Linked DNA regions of Mus musculus: region 2 is linked to region 1. Evidence: chromatin contacts called from public HiChIP or PLAC-seq data. All regions are on one chromosome and are shown on one strand. Each heading gives the region's core, a stretch centred on a gene start, on an enhancer-like site or on the middle of the called end of the contact. The rest is flanking DNA. Distances are from core to core; before and after follow the strand shown.

Region 1 (5,216 bases), core at 2,185-4,684:
CACTTTGTAGACCAAGCTGGCCTCGAACTCAGAAATCCGCCTGCCTTTGCCTCACAAGTGCTGGGATTAAAGGCCACCACCGCCCGGCCCAATATCCTTTTTAAAGCCAGAGATTTTAAAATATTTAAAATATTACATAGTTGGAATATACTGACTCCAAATTTTAAAAAGTGGTTATACTGGGAGTCAAAGCAGTACACAGCTATACTATGCACATACCATCTACACTATATGCATATGGTCTACACTATGGGCATACCGTCTACACTACGTACATACTGTCTAGAAGGAATCTGTCCCAAAACATTGTCTGAGGAACAAGCTGAATCAAGATGATCACAAGTATAATAAGAGTTAAGTGTGAAAAGAAAAATATCAACACAATTACCTACAGTGCAAATATACTAAAGAAAGAATGCCAGCACTACTTGAATATTTATGGAATACAGGAAAGGAAAAACTAAGGCAGGAGACTCAAGGAGGGAGGAAGGGAAGGAAAACTGGTGATTAACTCTGGGCATTTTTGACAGAACTAGATATAACCAGCTAACAGGAAGATTTCAAACTCTAAGCTCCCAAGCTACAGCAGCAGTGGGAGGAGAAGCCGATGGACAGGTGTCTGTGGATTATGAGCTGCACCCTCTCACTTCCTGACCCATGACCACATGCAAACTCTCACAAGGAACTGTCTCTGTCAGGTGAAGATGTGAACAGCCATTATGATGTGAGGAGGCTGAGGAATCCCCAGCTCATATTCTAGCCTACTTCCCAAGTATAGTTATTAATTTAATGATGTTGCAATATCAACATTTTATAGTTAACCACAGATAAAATGAATAAACTGGGTGTGTCAAATTATCCTAACGAAGTAATGCTGATTCTTTCTTGTTGGAATTCCACTCTTCTAACTTTCATGACATCACACCAACTTAAGTTCTCTCCTTTGCCTAGTGGCAACTGCTTTGAACTGGTTCAATAATAAACTTCCGGTATGTGTTACATCAATGACTCCCCAGTGTGGGAGTCCCCTGAAGGGCCCTGACACCCTCTCCATGTGATGTTTCTTGATCAAACAGCTGTCACAACAACTTATAGTTGCTTAACAAGTGATATTATCAGAGACTGGATGTAATAGTAAGTATGAGAATCTAAACATTGTCTACTGATCTAGACAATGAAGAGAGCTATAAAAATGTACAACTCACTTCTCATTAACTTTTGTGTTTTATGAAAGTTATTTTTCAGGGCATAGAGAAATTAAGAGTACTTACTCCCTGATGGGCAGTAGCATCGAACTCTGAGTTCGAGGCTAGCCAAAGCTGTCCTAGAAACCTATCCTAGAAACCAGAGAAACCCTGTTTCAAAGAGGAAAAAAATATTAAGAGCTTACTTCTCTTGAAAAGGACCTGAGATTGGTGCCCAGCACCTAGGTCAGGTGGCCCACAACCACCTGCAGTTCGAGGATCAGATGTTCTCTGGCCTCCCGGGGCACCTATATGCACACATACACATATAAATAAAAATAATAGATCTTTAAAACAAAACAAGGCTAGGCATGGTGGTGTCTTTGATTCCAGAACTTGGGAAGCAGGGGCAGGTGGATCTCTTTGAGTTCAAAGACAGCCTAGTCTACAGAACAAGTTCTAAGCCAACCAAGGCTATATAGAAAAACCTGTCTCAAAAAACCAAACCAAAACCAAAATGACAACAAAAGGTTGGAACTGAAAAATGGTTCGGTGGCGGGAAGCTCATTCCGCCCTTGCAGAGGACCTGCTGATTAGTTTGACTCCAACATTCACACAGTGGCTGCAACTGACTGTAAGTCCAGTTCCAACTCTCTGACCTCCATGGGGACTGGGTGCACACACAATACAAAGGCATACATACATGTAAGAAAACCTCAAAAGCATAAAATACACCTAAACATTTTTAAAAGTTTTTTTATAAACATGTTACTACTTAAAATACTTTTGTCATACATTAAGATGAAACTTTAAGTTACTATACTTTAATTTTTTCTGAAAAATAATAATGCAATCAACAGCAAAAGCTCTTGCAAGTCTTCATTTTTTTTAAGACTGTGAAGAGTTTCAACAACAGAATGAGAATTGATTTAGACAAACCTCAGTCTTCTCTTCCTTTTCCTTCATCCAATCTCTTTTTGTAGAAATACTTGTCACCATCAAGATAAAGGCACATGTGTAAAGGCTGTGCACACAAGTGGGTGAGCAGACATACCTGCACTTCCTAGTTCCACTGGTTGGGACCCCAAGAAGGATTGGAACTCACTACATCCAGCACGCAGAAATTACTTTCCATTAATCAATATACAATAGACCAATAACTACTTAGCTGATTCCACATTCAGGACAGGAAAAACCAGCGTGTGGTGAAAGCTAAAAACTGTAGTGCCAGAAATTCAAGTTCTTAAGGAGGGATCAGAAGTATGTCAAAAGGAACCAAATGAAAGAGTTCCTAAAGACCCAAACTGGAACAATGAGTAAGCAAATAAGCAATTTGATTATTTTATGTGCTGGATTTTAATTCTATGGAATAAATATTCATATTGAGATAATAAATCAAGAATCTCATCAAAGGCATTTAACAATTACAACAAAAAAATTACCTTTGTAAGGGGGAAGCCTGGCAAACACCATCTTAAATGAAGTTACAGGCCACATATGTCCCCTGTAGGGTGACCCTGTAGGAGGGCAATACAAGATCACATCTGTGGCACTGCCAGAAATGCAGAGCACCAGATACAACAGAGCACTAAGGATACTGTGAATTGGAATGGTGGGTAGGGGATACATAGTCTCTAGACTGTTATAGAACTGTATTTATACAGTAAGATTAAAATTTAACCTCATTGGAAACAAAACTAAGCCCCCCAAAAGATTAAACTTAATGCTTAAAAGTGTACTGATTAAGCCAGGCGTGGTGGTGCACGCCTTTAATTCCAGCACTCAGGAGGCAGAGGCAGACAGATTTCTGAGTTCGAGGCCAGCCTGGTCTACAAAGTGAGTTCCAGGACAGCCAGGGCTACACAGAGAAACCCTGTCTCAAAAAAAAAAAAAAAAAACAAACAAACAAACAAAAACAAAAACAAAAACCCCCAAAAAACTGTACTGATTAAAAGAGTGTAAAAATTTAAATCCAAGTCCCCTATATCCAGGGACACAAAGTGAACTCCTATGTTCTGTGAATTATTTCTTATACCCATGCCATCAGTAAGTTCAGTGAGGCCTCTCACCCCCATTCTGTACAGTTTCAAAACGAGGATTGAAACCAAGACCGCCAGTGCACTCAGAAAATCGCACTAGCAGTGTCTGCCTGCACCATCAGGGCCTCACAGTGTTCCCTCACACAGGAGGATTTATAGGTAGTCACTGGTTGCTGGGGAAGGGAAGAGTCATTTTCTTCAGTGACACAGCCACCAGTTAGCCCCAGTTAGTCACCTGTGCTGTGTAAACATCCATGACTAATTGATTGGCTCTCCACACTCTGCACACAGGGAAAAAAGGAACAGGTGGTAGCACACTACAATTCACGATGCTACTCATCAGCACTTCAGTCAATACTACAAAAAGAATCCTTGGAAAATCCTAAGGCACCAAGTAACCCGTGCATGTCATCAATCACCAGCACACTCTGCAGAGTGGCTTCTCAGCTATGCAGAGGGTTACTAACTGCTACACAAGCCCCACTTATACAACGTGCTTTCTAAAGCTCAACACAGCTAAAAGCTCATTCATCTTTCATGTAAAATCCTCCCTCCAGGGCTAGAGAGATGGCCCATGCTCGCTCTTCCAGAGAACCGGGGTTCAACCCCCAGCACCCACCCAGCAGTTCAGGACTGACTGTAACTCAAGCTCCGGGGAATGAGGGGTTTCTGAAACCCTCTCTGACTTTGGTAGGTACAAGGCAAGGCACACATGTGGTGCACAGACACGAATGCAGGCAAAATAGTCCTATGTACATTAAGATAAAAGGGAAAGACCATCCTTCCGAGTCTCTGCCTTCCTCTCAGTATCTTGCCCGTATCCAGGGCTGGCAAGGCATCTCAGCAGTGAACACTGCTGCACAAGCACGGCCAACTGAGCTTGATCGCAGAACCACAGACAGACAAAGGAGAGAACTGATGGCACAAAATTGTGCCATGGCACACAGACTCATCCTATTATATACATACATACATACATACATACATACATACATACATGTGTGTGTTTACTTTGCTTTCTGGTTCACTTTTACTTTTCTTCTCTAGCCTACAAGTACTTTTGTGGGGTTTTTTTTTTTTATGTGTGTGTGTGAATTATAATTTAGAATTATATTTCCAAAGCCTAAAGAAACCCATACCAAAGAAATAAAAAACCGTAACAATGTCCATGCAAAACTGCAGTATTATTTATAATAATAAAACTATAAAGTCTATTACTCAATAATAAACTATGATTACAGTTATTGGTAATATCACATTCGATTAACATAAAAGAGAAATATTCATGGTAAAGGTTAAGTGGGAAATAGGAATAAATATGAAAAGATATTTGAAAACATTATGCAAATATACACATATGTTTTGTCCAAACACACAAACACCTACACTGGAAAATAACAACAAAAGAAATACTACAATGCTACCAAAGAAGCATTAAGAGGGGTTATTCTAGAGTACAGAAGTTGCAGACATTTTTGTTCTTTATGGTTTAGAACCTTCAGTATCTTCTCAGTGTGTATTACCTTATTATCCTAAGACGGCATCAAGTCATATCTAGTACAAGTCCTTATTAAAAGCAAAGCTATCAGAGGAATGGTACCCATGACTGCAGGCCTCATACCTGGGAAGTGGAGGCAAGAGAAGCAAGGCTTCAAGGTCATCTCAGCTACACAGTGAGTAGGCCAACCTACATGATACCCTGGACATACTGACAGAATAAATAAGTAAGAGAGAAGAGAAGGGGAGGACCCGGGGGTCGGGGGGCACTGAATGGAAGGGAAGAGAAGAGAGACAGTGACAAAGGCATGAAGGAAGAAAAAAAAACCTTCTACTACACATTCATTATACACTGCTATACCCAGACTGATACCAATGGGAAACCGAAAGAAGGTATCTCTTGGTTAGTTTACAAAACTAAACAGCAATCAGGGGGAAAAAAAAAGTTTTGGTTTGGTTTGGTTTGGTTCTCATATCACCTGCAAAAACTCAACTC
Region 2 (5,300 bases), core at 1,858-4,357, 330 kb before region 1:
TTATCCATACAAAGGTTATTATTTATCCATGAAAAGGACTGGAATGCTGATAACTATACTTCCTGGTTAGCTTTCACTGTCAGCTGGGCAGCCTGGTTGTTTGAGAGGAGAGCCTAGACTGAGGGATGACCTAGATCACATTGGCCTGCAGTCCTGTCTGTGAGGGGATTATCTTGATAACTATTGGATGCAGGAGGGAGGGCAGAGCGCATTGTGGGAAGTAGTGCTATCCCTAGGAAGATGGTTCTGGGTCATGTAAGAAAGCTTAGTTAGCTAAGGACTGGAGAGATGGCTCAGTGGTTAAGAGCACTGGCTGCTTCCAGAGGACCTGGGTTCAATTCTCAACATCCACATCAGACCACACATAGGAGGCTCATATCCACATACATATATGTGTAGTTGAGAATAAAATCTTTTAAAGCAAGCAAGTTAAACATGAACCGCGCGCGGAGTGAGCCAGAAACCAGTAGTCCCCATAATTATTAATTTCTTTCTTTCTTTCTTTCTTTCTTTCTTTCTTTCTTTCTTTCTTTCTTTCTTTCTTTCTTTCTTTCTTCCTTCCTTCCTTCCTTCCTTCCTTCCTTCCTTCCTCCCTCCCTCCCTATCTTTCTTTCTTTCTTTCTTTCTTTCTTTCTTTCTTTCTTTCTTTCTTTCTTTCTTTCTTTCTTTCTTTCTTTCTTTCTTTCTTTCTCTCTCTCTCTCTCTCTCTCTCCCTCCCTCCCTCCCTCCCTCCCTTCCTCCCTATCTATCTATCTATCTATCTATCATCTATCTATCTATCTATCTATCTTTCTTTTTTTTTGTTTTTGTTTTTTTTTGAGACAGGGTTTCTTTGTATCACCCTGGTTGTCCTGGAACTCACTCTATAGACCAGGCTGGCCTTGAACTCAGAAATCCACCTGCCTCTGCCTCCCAAGTACTTAGAGCGTGAGTTCCTGCCTTAGCAGCCCTCAATGACAGACTGTGACTCAGACATGTAAACCCAATACCTATTTCTTCCCCTATGTTACTTTTGGTCAGAGTGTGTTTAGTTTAGTTTAGTTTAGTTTTTAGTTTAGTTTAGTTTAGTTTTTAGTTTAGTTTAGTTTAGTTTTTAGTTTAGTTTAGTTTGAGATAAGGTCTCATCGTACAGCATTAACTGGCTCAGAACTCACTCTTAGGGGGCTGGCCTCAAACTTAAGAGATCTGCTTGTTTTTGCCTCAAATGCCAGGGTTAAAGGTGTGTGCCCACCCATCATGCCTGGTTTGGTCAGATCGTTTCATCATAGCCACAGAAAGGAAGCAGAGCCCAACGCTAATAAACTTGAAAATAACAGCGAGGGGAGAGAGCTCAGACAAAAATTATGATATTGTAATGGGGTCCCAGACCTTAGCACAACCGACTCCGAGGTGGAAGTGCCATTCTGGCTGTAAAACTCGGCACATAGACAGTAATGCCTGCCAAAACGAAAACAAAGACCGATTCCATCAAAGTCCATAGCTCTGGGAAAGGTCCACATGCACTATCCTTGCTTTTTGGCTTCTGTAGTTGCACGTCTGGTTAACTGTTCTTGTTAACCGAAAAATGTCAACCTAGAACATGCTTTTGTGTTTCAAAGCTTACCCTGAGAAAGGCTCAGGGCTACAGTGGGATCCTGACCACCCAGGGTAGTCACCTGCCAGGTTATAAAGACTTTCTATTGGCTTAAACCCCATATCTAAGAAGTCGTCTTCCGTGGTTACCCCACAGTACATATGGCAGGGTTTTGTTTGTAATAAATGTACAAACAGACACAGATGTAGAGATGAAAGGTGGGCCAGCTGCTGGGCTGGGGCAGGAGGCACTGGCTCAGAAGCACAGGCTTCTTGTTGGAATAATGAACATGGACTTGGTCGTGGTGGTGTGGTGTGCCCCTGTGACCGAGATAGAATCATATATCAGTAAAGGTACGGGAGAAGAGGAAGGGGGGAGAGGAGAAGATGGAGGGAGAGGGAAAAAGGAAGAAAGGAAAGAAAGGAAAGGAGAGAGCAGAGAGAAAAAAATGTTAATTTCAGAGTATATTGTCTTGAGGCAATTGATGCTCAGAGCAACCTCCTGGGCCCTTGTAATTTCCCGGTGAGCACACAAATGCACTTCGAAACACAGAAGTGAAAATCAGGGCCAAGCATGGTGGTGCATGCTTTTGATGCCAGTGTTTGGGAGGCAGAGGCAGGTGGATCTCTGAGTTCCAGGACAGTTAGGGCTCTGTTACGCAGAGAAACCCTATCTCTGAAAGAAAAAGGAATGAAGGAAGGAAGGAAGGAAGGGAGGGAGGGAGGGAGGGAGGGAGGGAGGGAGGGAGGGAGGGAGGAAAAACTACTCATTTTCATTGAGGCCCCAAAACAGTGGTAGGAACTGTAGCTTAATAAAAATCCAACAGATGCAAATGTGTTTGCTTTTCAGTTTAACTTCTGGCTGCACGGGATATTTAGAAAGCTGGCTCACATCACTGTGAACCATAAACATGAATTGATTAAATGCCTCTACATAGTATAAAATCTGTATGTAAGTGCCATTTTGCCTTGTGTTTATTTAATATCAACTTGTCTAGGCTCAAAGAAAACTTTTCAAAATCATTGTCTTGTGTTAAAATTTATTGTTGACACTGTTCCCGAAGCCCACAGCTCCTCAGGATCCATTTTTGCTATAATAATCATGGTTAAGTTTGGAACAAAGCTCTTTGCTCTGGACACATTTTTTTTTCCCCTGCTGCAATCAACCTGTGGGTCACAACCACTTTGGGGGGAGGGGGAATCTCATATCAGACATCCCGCATATGAGAAATTTACATCACAATTCATAACAGCAGCAAAATTACAGTTATGAAGTAGCAACAAAAATAATTTTATGGTTGGGGGGTCACCACGGTATGAGGAGCTGTATTAGAGTGTCATAGCATTAGGAAGGTTGAGAACACTGCTCTAATGTGAGCTCACCACAGCTCAAAAGCATCAGGGAGACGTAACAGAGTGGTCACTGTATCTTCTAGAATGAACTAACAACTGGCTTCCAAGTGAGACCACAGACTGATCTCCCAGAGTGATCTTCTAGTACTGGGGTGAATATCAAGATGTCTATCGTGTGAATCAACTCTGGGAAGTCAGTTGTGTGGGCAGGCATCGGATCATGGGGCTTTAAGTAACAGCATGAAGGATGACAAAGCCAACAACAAACCAGGGTTTCAAGGGTTGTGCTTTCTATACCCCACGCCACGCCACACCATGCCACATCATGCCACGCCATGTCAAGCCATGCCACACCATTTTTATTTCATCCAGTCATCTGCCTAGTCTCCAACCAGACTTTTTCAAGAATTGCCAAGGACTTCTGCCTCTACTGTGGAGTTCGGTCTCATCTGTCGCCTTTCACATGAACTCTGCAGTGTCATGCTCTTCTAACACACTCCTTCAGAAATGACACATGCCCTGGAAAGTATAATAAACTGGATATTTACACTCTGAGTTCTCTAAAACTCCCTCTACAAATAAGCTCTTTAGCCTCGGGAAGTCACCCTCTCTGATGTTGTTTCCTTATTAGTAAAAAGGAGTGGGGGCCAAACAATATGTCATTTCCAGCTTCAGCCTCCGTGAGTCACTTGGTTCCAAGCATGCTTTATTACTTTTGGATTGCCACATCCTTTTATTCATACTGGAAATTGCATATAGGATCTGGAAGGCCTGGACCCTGAACCTTGTTGTGAGGCATACACATTTTCTATTAATAGAAATAAAACCCGGAAATATCAACCTGCTGACATATTCCCAAGGATATCTGAGGATAATCTGTGGTTGTTTTGGTCTTCTTTTGAGACATCTCCATATGTAGCCTGGGCTGGACTTGAGTACATGCTCTTCCTGCCTCAGTTTCTCAAGTCCTGTAGATACCAGCATTCACCACCATACCATTCTCGAGGATATATTAGCAAGCAGAGGCCCACAGTGTGCGTTCATTCGGGGGCATCTCAAATGCTACTGTAAGCCACCACAAGCCACTTCCCAGTTGCTCTTGAGAACAAAGGGGTGTGGTGACAGTTGGGTAAAGACGTTGCAGAGACTGAGAAGTATGGTCTTCTTTGTCTGTTGTCACACTGTCCAAGGAGCTGCCAGGTCACCCTCCAGTCATGTTATTGTGTGAGGAATTATTGGTGCAGCTTTTTAATTATTTATTTATTTTTTGGGTACTGGAGATTGGACCTAGACAAGCACTCTGCCTGAGCTGCGCTGCTAGTATGTTCTTCTCTTTCTGATGTGACTCTGAACTTGTTTCATGGCTTAGGAGGGTGTCAGGAATGTGATTGAAAAAGACTGGCAGTTCGTAGAAGCTGAGAGCTATCGAAATGGTTTTACCCGTGGTATGAACATCGCAATGTCTTCATTTATCAAATATTTGTGTAGCATCTATATATGTAACATATGCTTCTTTTTATTACATTTATTTGGTTTGGTTTTTTTGTCTGTGAAGAGGTACACATGCCATGGCTCAAAAGCAGAGGCCAGAGGACACTTTGTAAGAGTTGGTTCTCTTTCTCTATCATGTAAAACCCAAGGACAGAACCACCACCTCATAAAATACTGGCACCTATGCAACCAAAAGAATAGAAAGAAGATTTTTTTTTTAACAATGAGATAGCATTGAAATAGAGCAGAAATTTTGCTTTGGAAATGAACAACAACTAAGAGCTTCTCATCAATTTTATGTTTGCCCTCTGACTCACCATAGTTTCTGCCTATTTAGTCTCCCTGCCCTCCTCCTGGCAGGATTGCAAATTCTGGGCCAGCTGGCTTCTCTGATACTTGGAGAGGTGGGAGCTGCTCATATGAGGTGTGTGGGAAGGGTGTGTGTGAGATGGTGGTGGTGGTGGTGGTGGTGGTGTGTGTTACAGGGTTACAAAGATCACACCAGGTCCTGAGGGATCTAGAAAGGAATTGGAAAGGACCAGATATGAACCAACCAATCAGAGTGTGAGGAACAAGATACCCAGCCCTGGGAATGAACATACAGAGAGACAGCAAGGACTTTGTTTCCTGATTTCTTATCAGCAGGCTAAATAAAGACTGAGTCCCAAGTAGATTATTAAAAAGTGATGTGTCAGCCAGTACAGCATCCTTTATTGAGGATGGTCACTGTATCAGAGTAACAGCACATTACTGCGGGGTCTGCTCAGCTGTGAAATGAGGAGGGAACACCAGGAGAATCAACATTCTGGATTTTTCTATTATAAAAACAGCTGCTTCGAGTACACACATTTATTCAACATTTGCTTCATCCCAGGTCCAGCATC

The links. HiChIP or PLAC-seq counts read pairs in DNA pulled down with a chosen protein or histone mark.
Region 2: a contact with region 1 is called in a FOXA1 HiChIP or PLAC-seq map of pancreatic cancer cells. The contact joins two enhancer-like sites. A contact is called at or near these places in 1 of 39 promoter capture datasets (stem cell-derived epiblast-like cells) and 1 of 115 datasets of contacts at active chromatin or transcription factors (pancreatic cancer cells).

The regions. Positions count from the first base shown.
Region 1 is chr16:33,445,284-33,450,499 of GRCm38.p6, reverse strand. All of the region lies in intron 4 of Zfp148 (zinc finger protein 148), which reads right to left. Among named protein-coding and RNA genes, the nearest start is that of Zfp148, 67 kb to the right of the region's middle. Within about 2 kb of position 3,434, at least 28 of the 459 cell types and tissues checked have an H3K27ac peak or open chromatin away from gene starts, as enhancers often do. A contact at or near this core is called in pancreatic cancer cells, where this site is marked.
Region 2 is chr16:33,775,663-33,780,962 of GRCm38.p6, reverse strand. No RefSeq gene overlaps it. Among named protein-coding and RNA genes, the nearest start is that of Muc13, 16 kb to the left of the region's middle. Within about 2 kb of position 3,107, at least 63 of the 459 cell types and tissues checked have an H3K27ac peak or open chromatin away from gene starts, as enhancers often do. A contact at or near this core is called in pancreatic cancer cells, where this site is marked.